Linked DNA regions of Mus musculus: region 2 is linked to region 1. A link is a contact called in public promoter capture Hi-C data. All regions are on one chromosome and are shown on one strand. Each heading gives the region's core, a stretch centred on a gene start, on an enhancer-like site or on the middle of the called end of the contact. The rest is flanking DNA. Distances are from core to core; before and after follow the strand shown. Region 1 holds the start of Atp5c1 (ATP synthase, H+ transporting, mitochondrial F1 complex, gamma polypeptide 1). Region 2 holds the start of Mindy3 (MINDY lysine 48 deubiquitinase 3).

Region 1 (3,119 bases), core at 479-2,978:
CTAATACCTAGCTAACTCTCAAGAAAACATTGGAAGCGTATCAAATTCTGACAGTGGCCTCACTACACTTGACAAAAGAATAGTCTTTTCACACATTGTATACACAAACACGGGAGACAGCTGATGTTTGCTGAGGACCACTGGATGCCAACAAAGACCCTTCACATCTTATCACCTAAGAAGTGCCAACTGGTGCAGGGCAGGCACTCCACAAATATCTACTGGCTGAAGGAGACACAACTGAGAATGCAACTGTTATTGACCTCCATATAAGTAACTCAAGCTGACTTCCAAGGTTAATCTAACAACATCTGAACGAACACACACACACACACACACACACACACACACACACATTCTCTGGAACTCCTTTTGCAGACTAGGCTGGCCCAGAACTCAGACACCCACCTGCCTCTGCATCCTGAGTTGCTGAGATCAAAGGTGTGCACCACCAACATTCTTCCAATACATAGTTCATATCTATCGTATTTAATTGCCTCACTACTTTGGAGTCTTAGCATATTGCTACAAATTCTTTGCTTAATGAAAGAACTATTTCAACTAGTTCTTGGCAGTTCTCTAACCTAGGTTACAAAACCCTAGTTCAGTGCTGGAGCGCCTTAATAATCCTCTGTACCATAAAAACAAGGAACCACTAAAACACTGTCCACAGTTAACAATCTCCTTAGCACCAGTTCTTCTAGCAGTCTAGCTTCAAAGTAGTTCATGTTATTATACAACGTCACCCATAAGTCACGTTTTACCTGACCTTCCCTGGGCATTCTAATATACAACTATTTTATTTTGCACAGAGGATTAGTATTTAAAGTCGCCCAACCTTATGGTATCCCTTTATCAAATGGAGGCTAACAAATGTAACTGTATTAAGGCCTCCTCCTCCTACCGAGGGACCTTGGGACAGTTTTATGACCTTGCAGAGATTGTACTTCAACACGAGGGCATGATGACAATGGCAATGTCTTTCTCTTCCTCATCGGCAGATTTTTTTAAACCCCTTTAGCACCAAGGCGACCAGCAGGTTCAGGCGGGGGCTGATTTTGAGTTCCTTCGTTTCTCCAGTACCCAGCAAAGAGTCGGATGGCTACACAGTGAATGCCTTACCAAAGAGCTCAAGCAAGCCATCACACCTTAAAGGGTCACGCTGCTCCCCCGTGCAGTGTTTCACAGGGCTTCAAAGCCAAAAGTTACAACCAAACGTTCCCCGGTCGCCCCTTCACCTTCAGGGCCTTTCTAAAGACTTTGCAAGCTGTGCTCCCGGGTACGGAGCGGAAGTACGGAGTTGATCGAAACCCAGATGGCTCCAAAGCTCAACCCGAATCCCGTCCGGGTCCCGAGGTCCCGGATGGCCGTTCCAGTCTCAGGGGATCAGACCGTGACCTTGTTCTCTTTGACCCCTACCAGGGGTCCGGCACGCAACCTTCCAGCTCTGCAGACATCCCCGCGGCCTGAGCTGGGGCCTTCTTCCGCCAGGAGTGAGCATGCAGCTCCATCCCTCCTGCCTCGCAGCAAGCCCGAGCCCCCGCATCCCTCCCGATGTGGTCCTACCATTGCGGCTGCACGGCGCAGGCCGACAGCCCGACAACGCTCGCCCGCGAGAACATGGTGGAGCCTTGAAGGTCGGGCAGACGGGACTCAGTGCGCGTGCGCGGGAGCTCAGGCGCCCCGGCCCGCTCCGCCTGCGTCCTCGGTCTCGCTAAATCTCGTGAGCGCCGAAGCCGCGAGTTCCCTGGCCCCACCCATTTCCTGCTGTCAATTTCGGTCCCGCCTGTCCCCGCGCTGAGCCAGTTCCGCTTCCGACCGCTTTGTAGTTGTAGCGCTCAGGGTCGCCATGGGCAAGTCGGATTTTCTGAGCCCCAAGGCCATCGCCAATAGAATTAAGTCCAAAGGGCTCCAGAAGCTTCGCTGGTACTGCCAGATGTGCCAAAAGCAATGCCGCGACGAGGTAAGTGACTCAGGCTGGCCGCGACCCCTCCCTCGGCTTGGAGCCCTCTCCGGCGCAGTCTTCCCCAGCTCGGCGCGAAGCCCTCCAGCTCCACGAGAAGTGGTCGCAGACAAGCACTCACTGATCGCTTACAATCGCTAGGCTGAGCACTGAGGTTTTACATTTAGACTTCCCTGGTGGGGTCGGTCGGTCAAGACGAGGAACTCAAGTTGCTCCGCTTAATAGTGACATGGGCTTGGCCACTACTGGTAAAGTAGAGGTAATAGTTGTACCCACCGGCAAGATTGTCGCCGAGTTTTTTCATGGAGAGAAGAACTCTCCATGACATAAATGCTTCATTCCCGACTTGCTACTGCTATCCTATAGTTTCAGTATGTGGGTTCCCAAAGGTACAGGCGTGCAGTCCATCGCACCTAGGAGTGACCGCTAAGTGTTTTTCCATATTTGCTTACATCATATAGTAAATTATATAAATATATGAATATCAGTATACCTTCACCCTTGAAGACTTAATTGTGTAATCAACATAACAAGTAATCGTATTATCTTTTCAATTAATGCCAAAATGCCACCAATATAACAGAACTAATAAAAATTCTTGTACATTATCTGATACATATTTTTGTTTTAGAGACAGTATCTCAGTATGTAACTTTGGCTGGTCTGGACCTCACCAGGCTGGCCAAAAAACGAGATAGACCTGCCTCTGCTTCCCAAGTGCTGGTTGATATCAGAGATATACACCACCCTACTTTATATTAATACTTTCTTGGTAGTCTTGTGGTGGCGATGGGGACCAGAGAGGTTGTTTATTAAGCAGTGCTACAAGTTTTGTTTAATGTCTTATGTATGCCTGGCAAATGCTCTACCACTGAGCCCTCATGCACTGCGTCATATTTCTGTTATCTTATTTTGGTGTATGTGTTTATGCATGTGTGCATGCTGCACCAAACAGATACATCCATACGGAGATCAAAGGGCCACATGTAAATGGTTATTTCCTTCCAGCTTGAGGGTCCTGGGATTGAAGTCATGTTGTCACATCTGGCACCAAGCGCCTTTAGCCACTGAGCCATCTTACTGACCTTATGCCACCTTCTTAGTAAGTCATCACAGACTGAACCCAGTCCCACTGCCACTGACTGGATTGCAAAAC
Region 2 (3,177 bases), core at 50-2,549, 2.3 Mb after region 1:
AACACTGACGATAACTTAAAGCTCACTCGAAGGCTGGAGATGTAATGATCTTAACAGTGGCACCCTCTTTGTATCACACATTGCAGTCCCAGGGCCCCTCCCCTTTCACTCCTGCAGCAGGTTAGCCCAGAGTGGCAGAGGCACTTGCGTTCTTTGGTAAACACTCTCTCACTCAAACTCTTCCTCATCAAAAGCCATTTAGAGCAATGGTTCTCAACCTGTGGGTCGCGACCCCCTGGGAGTCGCATATTAGATATTTATATTACTACGTAACCGTAGCAAAATTACAGTTATGAAGTACTTTTATACAAAATACTTTTATAATTAGGGGTTACCACAACATGAGGAGCTGCATAAAAGGGTCACAACATTAGGATGGCTGAGAACCACTAATTGGAGCAGGGGTACTAGCTCTGGGTATCCAACAGGCCAGAGCAATGGCAATAGAACCTAACACAGAGTACCCGAGGTGTCTGAGCCGGGTTATTGGAATCAAGTCCGGGATCTAGAACTGAGCGCAGAGTCCCGAAAGTGGTCAGAGCAGGGGTACTGGGATCAAACTCTGTAGGAAAGAGTGCGAGTACCGGAAGATTAGAGTTGTACTAGTACCAAGCGCCGGTACAGGGAAAGAAAGCGAGTGCGGGAAGCCGAGCAGCCGCAGCTGGGGTACTGGGACCAAGGGCTGGTACGGGGAAAGAGTGCGGATACTAGAGGGACTGAAGCCGGGATACTAAGCGCGAGCACAGGGAAGGAGTGAGGGGACCGGAGGGGCTGGAGCTACTGGGACAGAACGCGGGTGCCCCGAGTGCCTAAAGCGTGGTTACTGGGACCAAGCACGGGTACTGGTGAAGAATGGGCATTGGGGCCAAGCGCCAGGTACCCGAGGTGATGGGGTCGGGGCGAGATGGTGGAGCGGGGGTAATGGGACCGAAAGAGGCGTCCTGGCCCGACTCCCGGAGCCCAAGCTGAGCGGCTGGAACGGAGCCCTGCCTTGGTACCTTGCGTCCAGCGGCAGAAGATGGTGTCCGACAGTCCGGGACTGCTCTTGGTGCCCCACACCAGCTCCAGCAGCTCTTTGGTCACTTCGGACATGATGGGAACTGGACAAGAAGTGGGTCTTTGCTTCTCGGACTCCGGTCCCGGAACATAGGGAAGGGGAGGCTCGAGAAAAGGGCAGCGGGACGGCAGCGGTCGGACGCGAACGGGAGGTCGAGATGGGTGAGGGCAGCACACTGCCGGCACAGACCGCCTGTCAAGCCGGGCGAAGCGGCAACTAGGAGTTTCCCCTGCCGGAAGCGGCCTGACTTCCGGCTTCCTTTAGCCCCGCCCCCGCGGAGGGCTGGGAGAAAAAAAAAAAATCTCTTCCCCGGAAGCAGAAGTGGAGAGAGAGTCTCTAAACGCTAGGAGACTTTGGCTTTTTTTGGGAGCTGTCCTGTTTGGGGATAGTTGGACTATTGACTTTTGCACTGCCCTACCAGGGGGCTGAGACCTCCTCTCCTGGACTCTGCTCTACTTTTTTTCTTAACCTTTTTTAAAAAATTGATTTCTGCTCTACTTTTGTAGCAGGCTTTGAGGCTTTTGCTGTTACCTGGTCCTTGAAATCTAGAATATTATGTAAGCTAGAATTATAAGAGGATGGGCTATACCCTTGAGTTGAAAGTTGCCTTCCTCAGTCTCTTGATAAACCTTAAAAAAAAAAAAATCCAACCAAGTCATTAGCTAGTTACACCTGTAAATGCATTTGTGTATTTAAAATACCTCTACAGGTATAACACATTACAAAGCTAACTGGGGCTAAGCTGACCTAAACCAACCAATTGATAAATAGCACAGATTTCATATCGAAATTTTAAGGCCCCTATGTTGGCAGTACTTGGGATTAAAGACCCAGGTTTTATTCAAGGATTAACATTCCATTATACTTAGTATGAAAACTATTTGTGGCATTTAAAAAAGAATTTTCATTGGTTGGCTTTGACAATTAGGAATGGAAAGGGCAAATGTGCATTATAAAAGTTTGTGGACATTGGGGTGTTTGTTTGCTTATTTGTTTCTGGAATGCAGTATTTCATACTTATTTGGAAGTCGGACTCTGAGTCATGAAAACCCCAGACTCTTCCATGCTGAATATCAAGTTAGCTTCACTCCACCTTTGATTGTTGTTCCCTAAATTAGTAATTGCCATACACTTATCACCATTACACATATTGTGAGGTATAAAAGAAAAAAAATGTGTAAAAGGATCCAGGTCCTTTCTGGCATATGGAATATATTCACAAAACAAGGGATATTTTATTCATTAAGATATTTTGTGGCAATTTGATGCAACACCAATGACTCACATTTTAGGCACCTTGCTATTTAATATAGTAATTTTTCAAGACACATAGTTTGCTGATTTCAAAATACAGATATCTTATCTTGTTCCACGTTAACTAGTTAAGATAAATGAACTCATTTTAAATCACCCAGTTTGAAAACAAGGGTTTCCTAATGTATAGTTTTTTTAAAGCATTCTTCCCTGTAGTACCAGGGGATTGCTAAAAATACCTGTTGTGACCACGGCCTTCCTCATGAGTTTTTAAAAATGTCTCTTGTATTCTCTATATTATTTTTTAAAAAATTACATTCATGCCAGGCATGATGGCACACACCTTTAATCCCAGCACTTAGGAGGCAGAGGCAGATGGATTTCTGAGTTCAAGACCAGCCTGGTCTACAAAGTGAGTTCCAGGGCAGCCAGGGCTATACAGAGAAACCCTGTCTCAAAAAAAAAAAAAAAAATTACATTTATTTATTTGTGTGTGTGTCTGTGTGTGTGTGTCTGTGTGTGTGTGTGTGTGTGTGTGTGTGTGTGTGTGTGTGTGTGTGTAAACACACTTGCACATATGGGTTTTTGCATAGCATGGCACACATGTAGTATAAGAGGAAAACCTGAGGTAATGGGGTCTTTCATTCCTGAGGATGGAAGGCATGTTTCAGGCTAGGCATCAAACTCATTAATCTGTTTTATGTGTTAATCTACTAATGTGCTATTTTATTGGTCCTAGAGTTTTCTTTAACCTAATTTTATACAGTGAATCTTAGCTATTTTATAAGACAGAATATGCATGTTATTTTACATAAAGCTTTCTTCAGTCATTACAGTCTAAACCAACAATAACTTGTGAAATTTCA

The links. Capture Hi-C pulls out chosen DNA fragments and counts their contacts.
Region 2: a promoter capture Hi-C map of liver shows a contact between it and region 1, with 4 times the contacts expected there. The contact joins the promoter of Mindy3 here to the promoter of Atp5c1 in region 1. A contact is called at or near these places in 2 of 39 promoter capture datasets (liver and pre-B cells) and 2 of 9 other capture datasets (adipose tissue and liver).

Annotation. Positions count from the first base shown.
Region 1 is chr2:10,078,782-10,081,900 of GRCm38.p6, forward strand. Atp5c1 (ATP synthase, H+ transporting, mitochondrial F1 complex, gamma polypeptide 1) reads right to left here and starts at 1,729. Exons shown (of 10, transcript NM_020615.4): 1 at 1,567-1,729. The coding sequence starts at 1,622. Kin (Kin17 DNA and RNA binding protein) reads left to right here and starts at 1,831. Exons shown (of 5, transcript NM_025280.2): 1 at 1,831-1,963. The coding sequence starts at 1,850.
Region 2 is chr2:12,418,161-12,421,337 of GRCm38.p6, forward strand. It overlaps Mindy3 (MINDY lysine 48 deubiquitinase 3), which reads right to left and starts at 1,300. Exons shown (of 15, transcript NM_024185.4): 1 at 999-1,300. The coding sequence starts at 1,092.